Linked DNA regions of Mus musculus: regions 2 and 3 are each linked to region 1. The links are chromatin contacts, called in public Hi-C and HiChIP or PLAC-seq maps. All regions are on one chromosome and are shown on one strand. The core of a region is the stretch at or near the end of the contact, and the rest is flanking DNA. Distances in the headings are between cores, read along the strand shown.

The links. HiChIP or PLAC-seq counts read pairs in DNA pulled down with a chosen protein or histone mark. A called contact is a pair of places that touch in the nucleus more often than the background predicts.
Region 2: a contact with region 1 is called in a Hi-C map of muscle stem cells, with 1.9 times the contacts expected there. The contact joins two enhancer-like sites. A contact is called at or near these places in 1 of 15 datasets of contacts at CTCF or cohesin (the NIH/3T3 cell line), 7 of 484 Hi-C or Micro-C datasets (adipose-derived mesenchymal stem cells, cumulus cells, embryonic fibroblasts and 4 more) and 1 of 115 datasets of contacts at active chromatin or transcription factors (embryonic fibroblasts).
Region 3: a contact with region 1 is called in a CTCF HiChIP or PLAC-seq map of the NIH/3T3 cell line, with 11 read pairs. The contact joins two enhancer-like sites. A contact is called at or near these places in 1 of 15 datasets of contacts at CTCF or cohesin (the NIH/3T3 cell line), 8 of 484 Hi-C or Micro-C datasets (the C2C12 cell line, adipose-derived mesenchymal stem cells, embryonic fibroblasts and 4 more) and 1 of 115 datasets of contacts at active chromatin or transcription factors (pancreatic cancer cells).

Annotation. Positions count from the first base shown.
Region 1 is chr15:52,927,188-52,929,887 of GRCm38.p6, reverse strand. The region is part of intron 2 of Gm41323 (a long non-coding RNA gene); the gene reads left to right. Among named protein-coding and RNA genes, the nearest start is that of Gm41323, 5.0 kb to the left of the region's middle. Within about 2 kb of position 1,332, at least 58 of the 459 cell types and tissues checked have an H3K27ac peak or open chromatin away from gene starts, as enhancers often do. A contact at or near this core is called in the C2C12 cell line, the NIH/3T3 cell line, adipose-derived mesenchymal stem cells and 4 more, where this site is marked.
Region 2 is chr15:53,062,507-53,065,206 of GRCm38.p6, reverse strand. No RefSeq gene overlaps it. Among named protein-coding and RNA genes, the nearest start is that of Gm41323, 130 kb to the right of the region's middle. Within about 2 kb of position 1,371, at least 30 of the 459 cell types and tissues checked have an H3K27ac peak or open chromatin away from gene starts, as enhancers often do. A contact at or near this core is called in muscle stem cells, where this site is marked.
Region 3 is chr15:53,111,468-53,114,167 of GRCm38.p6, reverse strand. All of the region lies in intron 1 of Ext1 (exostosin glycosyltransferase 1), which reads left to right. Among named protein-coding and RNA genes, the nearest start is that of Gm41323, 180 kb to the right of the region's middle. Within about 2 kb of position 1,262, at least 114 of the 459 cell types and tissues checked have an H3K27ac peak or open chromatin away from gene starts, as enhancers often do. A contact at or near this core is called in the C2C12 cell line, the NIH/3T3 cell line, adipose-derived mesenchymal stem cells and 4 more, where this site is marked.

The DNA.
Region 1 (2,700 bases), core at 83-2,582:
AGATGGGGGACCTTTGGGATAGCATTGAAAATGTAAATGAGGAAAATACCTAATAAAAAAAATTTAAAAAAAAGAATGATTAAAGAATGTGTGTTACATCTACACAATGGAATAGTATTCAGCTATTAAAAAAACAAAGACATCATGAATTTTACAGGCAAATGTATGGAACCTGAGAGGATCATCCTGAGTGAGGTAGCCCAGTCCCAAAAGGACATGCATGGCATGTACTCACTTATAGTGGATCTTAGCCTTAAAATACAGGTACCATGTTACACTCCCCAGACCCAAGGAACTAAATAAGAAGGAAGGCCCAAGTGAGGAAGCTTGAATCTCACTTAAAAAGGGGGATAAAATAGTTGTAAGAGGCAAATAGAGGGAGGGAACTAGGAGGGAGGGCTTATGGGGAGGGGGATGGGGGATTCAGGATCAAGTGTGAGAAAGGACAGGAGAGATGACTAGATGGCCATAAAAATGAATGGAAACCTGAAACTGATGTGGGTGAGGAGGTGGGGGCATTTCCAGGATGAGATAGAGGCCTGTGATAAGAGAAGCACCCAAGAATCGATGGTGGTGACCTTAGCTGTGACTCACTGCATTGGGGATATGGACCCTGAAGAGACTACCTCCTGTAGCCAGACAGGAACCCCAGTGTAGCAATAGAGGCACCAACCTACCCACAAATCTTTCAACTCCAAATTTATCCTGTCTACAAGAATTGCAGGCATGGGGGATAAAGCAGAGACTGAGGGAATGACCAACCAATATCTGGTCCAATTTGAGACCCATCCCATGGGCAAGCACCAATCCCTAACACTATTAATGATACTCTATTATGCTTGCAGACAGGAGTTTTTTTTTCAATGCTTTTTATTTCAATGTTTATTATTTCTCTAACTCTGGGGGTCCCCACTCTTCCAGGACTAGGGTGATTCAGTATTTCTTTTGGGAAAAATTTTTTTCAGATGACAATATCTTTCCCCCTGTAGTTTCCCATTGCCTTTACCTTCTGTGAGACTGGGACATTCTGGTTTGTCATACGTTTCAGCAATCTGTCCCATTAGGCTTGCTTTTTCTTACCCGGGGATCTAGAATGGACTCTTGTCTTCTCAAGGTAACATTTCTCCTCTGGGAGAACATTTGCTTCTAATGCTGTATTTCAACATTTTATTTTCAGGAGAGAAAAGTCTGTGTGACTTCATCTCCCTGTGTTGAAAATGATGACTGTCTAGACCACGTGTTCCACCCAAGTTCTGTGTGGTTTCTGTGGTTACTGTAGCATTGGGGGTTGTTGGCCTTGCCTAGCCTTGACTGATTACCCTGAGGCCAAGCCAAGCAGAAGAGTGTTATTCTTTGTGGCCAAGTGTCTGGTTACACTCTAGGAGAAGGGAATGGGATTCCTGTAGGATGACAGGAAGACCTTCGTTATCTGTGGGAAAAGGAATGATTATGTTTCTCTATAGTTGGGTAATGTGGTTGCCTGTAACCTTGAGCCTGACCAGAGAATCCTGCTATCATTTACTTTGACACTGTATTTAAATTCCCACAATAATTAACCATGTTTCAAACATCTCCAGGAAATGAGTTATTGAAATAATATTCTGATGGTAAGGTAAAGTGTCTTTAAAAGCCTGAGCTAAATTCCAATGATAAAAAGGCAGAATCGAGACTATACCAAACCATTTGAAAGGCTGTCCTTTCAAAAGTGATTCGTTGTGAACTTCTTGATAGCTTTGTGTGATAGAGAGGGGCAGAAAGGCATGGAATGAAGCAATGTCACCATTTCACTAGGTATTAGCTTAATACATGTCTTCTGTAAATTGAGATGAATTAAATGGTATCGTCAAAAAGTAAAACACTTGCAGAGCTTTAGAGCTAGAAGGGTAGAGAGGAAATAATGACTCCATAATAAGAACATTCTCCATGTTGTTGCCTGCAACCAGTAACTTCATGGCAGACATTACTAATGGATCTTATCACTTTTCTTTGCTGTGCCTATTTCAATATCACAGTCTTTATTATTATTTCACCAAACCATACACAATTCTATTATAGGATTTGGCCCTCCCTTTACAAACCTCTTACCAGTGCTATCTCAGAGCAAGCCAATTGTTCTTCTATCCTCAAGAAGAAAGCCAAAAGTACAAAAGAGCCATGTGTTGGAGTCCCACTGACAATTCTATAGGGCAGGCATTTTTTGACCAAATTTGAGTTAATTTGAGTTCTAGACCTTTGATGGACTTGTCTCCAAGTATAGACCCTTGAACATACTATACAATTAAGAAAATAAATGCAATTAAAAATAACAGTTAAGAATTTTTAGCCAAACATTTGATAATACAAGGTTTGGGAAAGATCTCTGAAAGCATATTCATATGCCTTAGAATAGTACCACTTAAATTAGCATTATGCTACAAATATATTTCTATAACTTTAAAAATATGTTTAGAATTTCTCTTTCCCTCCCTCCCTCCCTCCCTCCCTCCCTCCCTCCCTCCCTCCCTCCCTCCCTCCCTTCCTTCCTTCCTTTCTTTCTTTCTTTTTTGTTTTTTTTTGAGACAGGGTTTCTCTTTGTGTAGCCCTGGCTGTCCTGGAACTCACTCTGTAGACCAGGCTGACATTGAACTCAGAAATCTGCCTGCCTCTGCCTCCCAAGTGCTGGGATTAAAGGCATACCTTACCACTGCCTGGCTTTAGAAT
Region 2 (2,700 bases), core at 122-2,621, 140 kb before region 1:
GCATACAGCCAGGGCTACAGTTGGTAAATTCACTTACCTGGATCCTGACAGCTGTGGACATGGGCCTTTAAAATGTGTCCTCCATTGCTGACTAGCTGTAAGCAAGAAAGACCTTTGGCTGTTGCCTGCAAGTTTGATGGGAACAAAGTTGCTTTGGATTAAATTCTCAGTGGGCAAAACCTGAATGCTGAACTACATTGAACACATCTCACTCACTACTTTAAACCATCAAATGGTAATGAAATTATTCCTAGACTCCATGTTTCCATTGAAAGGGTGAAGTGGGATGAAACATCCTAAGACGGGTTTACCCCATCAGTTCGGTAATAATATCCAGGAACTCTGGATACGAAACCTGTGGGTTTTGATAGTAAAGGTGATTTCTGGCTGGAAGCCATGTCTCCTCTTTGCCCTTTCCAAAAATCAAAGGATATTGTTTCTTTTTACTTAGCTGAGGCTATAGTTGTCACTGTCCTAGAGTGCCAATATGTTCTAGATCAACAGCATGGGTGAGATACTTGGTAGGCAGAGTCTTATTGTTGTTTAAAATCAAGTCAAGCTGGCCTTCCAGGCACACTATTTTTGTATTGATCTGCCTTTCAGATCTCAAAGGTCATTTGATTTCTGCAATAGCATTCTGTTCTATAGGAGCACATTCCTCTCATTTTAGTTGTAATTATTACTAAAATTAGGGCCATGCAAATGACCTGGTTACCACGAAATGAACTGTATATTTATGCTAAGTAAAAATGTATAGGATATGCTGAGAGTTAAAAAAAAAAAGACATGGAAAACTGGAACTATTTTAGGTGGCAAATTGTAACAAAAAATAGTAAATCTTATTTTGTATACAATGTACATTTGGGACCCTTTTTCTAATACATGGCCAATGTTATTGTGGTGTCAACACAGGTCTTTTTTGGAGTGTTTTCCACATTTGTTACAGAGTATTAATGATTTAGTGCAATTGAGTCCTAAAGTGTGTGAGAGAGTGCAAGAAATTTCAAAGCCATAGATCTTGATTTACGTCACTGACCTGTGTAACTTTATGTCTGGGTTTTGCCATTTAAGATAGATTGTTTTATAGAGTGTCACCAAAGACTTTTTCCTTCAGATTTATAGAAGAATAAAAAGAGAAATTATTAATAAATGACATGACTTTTCATCTATGTGGGTCTGATTCCATTTTTTTCCCTGTTGGGTACAGAAGATCCAGAAAGAACTAATGTTTTGAAAATCCTAACATTTCCATGAGGGTTCTGGGGAAGTCAGGCACATGAGGTTCCATTGAATATGCTTGGGTGGAGGCCTAACTCTCACAGCTGGGCTGCAGCCCAGCACCCAACAACAGTCATCTTCCAGGCCAGATGCAGCTGTACTGTTGGAAATTGCCCAAGTGGATGGTGGTGATGTGCCCAGTTCACAGTGTTCCTCCATATGAATGCTGGGACAAAGTGGCAGGGCTGGGTCCCAGAGCATCTGGAGCCTGACAGCTGTGGCCATTACCCCCACTTGGTTTCAACTACTGCCTGGAGCTCATGAATTACTGGCTGGCAAAGAATTTATTAGACTGGCATTTCTCAAAAGGTTTTAAAAATGCACCCAGGTGTGCTACAGCTACCACTCAGGGCTACTATAGTGAGGGTTGGTGGTGGTAATGAGCCTCTTTTTCACACTTGTTCCTCTTTGCCTCCTTTTTACTCTAGTGGTATCTCCTCCCCATCTCCACTACTCTTCTACACTATATTTACATATTCTCGAGGAGAGGCATAAGTCACCACCTTCTCATACTTGGAATGGAGAAAAGGGCAAATTTCATTTGGAATTTTGGTTTGTTTTGTGACATCCATCAAAGTTTTTTGTTATGTATTTCAATTTGTTCTTCTGTAAAAGTGTAGCAAAATGTGTATTATGTATGTATGTATGTATGTATGTATATATGTATGTATGTATGTTTATATACCTACATGCATGCATGCATGTAAATAAATATATGGACAATGACCGTATACCAAGCACTGTGTGAAGTCAGGATGTGGTTAGAGAATGCAAGTGTAAGGCACCTGAGTTCTGGCTTAGAAATGACTGGGCCCATTCTTGACTTCCAACTTTACAAAATCTGGCCCCAGACTATGACTCATGATAGAATCATTCCCCAGTTGGAGGACAAATGAGAAGGCTAGTTGGGTAAGTTACTTTTAAATTAGGTCCCAGCCCACCTCACAGATGTTTCAAGGAGTGCTATTGCTTACAGAAATACCTGGAGCAAATTGCAAATTACAGATGGTGCTGCTTTATGGTCCAAGCAGTTCCACCAAGTCTACTGGCGAGAGGACTGGAAGTTATTTGTGGACACCTGAGTCATCCTATACCGGCCTCCCCCAACTTTGAGCCATCTTTCTGGCTTTCAGAACTCAAAGTACTGCAAGAAAGATTGAAACAATGTGCCTGCTCTTCCAGACACAGCTGTACTCTGGCAGATACAGAAGAGATCTAGTGGTCATTATGCAGTCCAGCAGGTTCAAGACTTAGCAGGGGGCTTGTTTGTTTGTTTCTTTGTTTTGTGGTTTTTCTAGAATTATTGTTTATTTTATGTATGTGAGTACACTGTAGATATCTTCAGACACAGCACAAGGGGCCATCAGATCCAGTTACAGATGGTTGTGAGCCATCATGTGGTTGCTCGGAATTGAACTCTCT
Region 3 (2,700 bases), core at 13-2,512, 180 kb before region 1:
CAGCTGTGATGTTCACCCAGTTCATAAGTAAATACTCGAGACAAACTATCACCTCAGGCAGCCTGGAATTGTGTGAGTCTGAAGATTAGAGGCTCATTGCTGGCTTCTTGCCTGTCCACTGTGGCTAGCGAAAAAGCAGGATCATTTGGCCAACGTGCTTGTGAGAGAGGATCTGTGGGAACCCTGGGAAGACAGCAAGCCACAGCAGCGGCTTCCTTCCTTGTACAGCTTCTGATGAGGAGAAAGCTTTTAAACTACACACTGCTGCTGTGTGGGGAGCTGCGGCTTCTGCTTTCATTTTCTTTTAACGGGTCTGCTCCTCGTTTGTCTCTTGGCTGTCTTTGCAAAACTGTTTTTTTGTTTTTTTCATTGTTGGTAGTTTTTAAAAAATGTTTATTCCATTCCTTCTGATATAATTTGCCATAATAACCTGCAATTGCATACTACTTTCCTGATTATACTGCATGTACATAATTTCATTTGAGCTTCACAGCTTTGAGACTGACAGAAGCTAAGAGATGTGCATGGGGGTCTCGCAGGAGAGCCACACTCCAGATTCTTCAGCCCAGGTCTCCTCATTGACAGCTGCCTGTGTTTCTGATAATCTGCTGGCTCCCTTCAGCTGAAGTGATTACAGCTATCTTTTGCAGAAATGCTCATAAGGTGCTGTACTTTAATTAAAATGTATCGTTTGGAAGCCGGGCGTGGTGGTGCACACCTTTAATCCCAGTACTCGGGAGACAGAGGCAGGCGGATTTCTGAGTTCAAGGCCAGCCTGGTCTACAAAGTGAGTTCCAGGACAGCCAGGGCTACACAGAGAAACCCTGTCTAGGGAGAAAAGAAATTAAAAAGAAAAAGAAAAGAATGTATCATTTGGTCAGGTCAGTAGAAGGATCAACCCCTTTGGATGAACCAGGAAACTAAGCCCAGACAAATTAGTATTTCCCAAGATTGCCCAGTTTGTGGATGGTAAGCATAGACTGTGAACCCAGGTTTGGCTGCTTGACCACTGAGCTCTTGTTTACTAAGTTTTTAGCTACCAGTTCCCTGCTGCACAAAATGTACTGGGCATTACAATGGACTCACATAGAATCCAAGGCTCTTTCCCAAGAGTTCTGGATTCAGCAGGCCTGGGTGATCCTGAGATCTGTGCAGTTCCCTGGTACCACAGGTGATACAAGTGGCAGGGACAACACTTGGTGGAATGGTATGAACCACTCTGTCTCCCTTGCCTAGTCACACTGACTCACTATTAGTGAGTCATCTTATGTGGTGAGGGAAGACTTCAAATAACATTCCATAGCATATCTGAAATGGGGTTATATTCTGTACCTTATTCAGTACAACTCTAGGAAGAAAACTATTATACCTATTGCATGGTACTGGCTTCCAGGTTAAAGTCAGGGTCATGTCGTTTTTATTGCACATTTTCTGTGGAGCCACTTAGAAAGGCTCTTCTATCTCCTGCATCATTACCTCTGGAGTGTGGACTGTAATGCCACAAAGGGGAGACAACTGGTTTACCAGCTGAAGCTGCAAATTCTCTGAAAGCAGTTGATACCTCTCCTGTCTCACTGTGTGTGTGTGTGTGTGTGTGTGTGTGTGTGTGTTTTAAGTTGTATGTGATTATAGCATGTCTTACATCTCCTGACTTAATAAGATGAACTGGTCTACTTTAGAAGATTGTCTCCCCACTTGACCTATAAAGTCTGTCTCCCCCACCTCTAACCAATGGTAGCGACTACTCCGTTCTCCGGCCCCGTCGTTATATGCTGTCACAAGTGTTATGAAAATGGAGCAATGTAGTGTGTACCCTTTAGAGGGTGGCTTTGGACTCGGCATTAGCATCCTCGAGGTCCTTGTGTACTTAAGTAGTTTGATCCGTGTTCTTTTACTTCATTATGTTTTATTCATCTGAGAAGTGATCTAGGCTATGTGTATACCACAATCTTGCCTCATTCATACTTGGAAGGGTATCCAGTGTATACATTTGTGGACAGTTCTCCTATGTAAAAATGCCTTCATTTCTCTGGGATAAATGCCTAAGTACAGTGCTGGGTCATATGAAAAGTCCATTTTTAGTTTGAGAAGGAACTGCCAGATTGTCCCCAAAACAGCCTTACCATTTTCCTCTCATTGTAGCCCCCAAGGAAGAGCTCTTGTTTTTCTTGTTTTCCATGTTTCTATCTGTGCTTGTTCTCATGTGTCCTCTTAGATCATACACTGTCCTGCAGGGAGCAAGTGGCACCTCCTTGTGTTTTGGGTTGATTTCCGTTCCTTCAATGACTAACGATACTCAGTATCTTCCTGTGTTCTTCTTGGTGCTTTATTCATTTTCTTTGGGAAAAATATCAGTTCAAATTGTTAGCCCATGTTTACATTGGATTCTCTTATTGTTGTATCAGAAGTGTTTTTTCCATAGTCTAGACCAGTGTTTCTCAACCTGTGGGCCTCAAACCCTTCGGAGGTCACATATAATATACTTGCATTATAATTTACAACAGTAGCAAAATTACAGTTATGAAGTAGCAATGAAATAACTTTATGTTTAGGGTCACCACAACATAAGGAACTATATTAAAGGGTCACAGACTTCGGAAAGTAGAGGGCCATGGTTTTAGACAAAGTTTCTTAGGAGATGGATGATTTGAAAGTATTTCTGCTTCAGGAGATTGTCTTTTTCCCTTCCAGGAAGGAGCT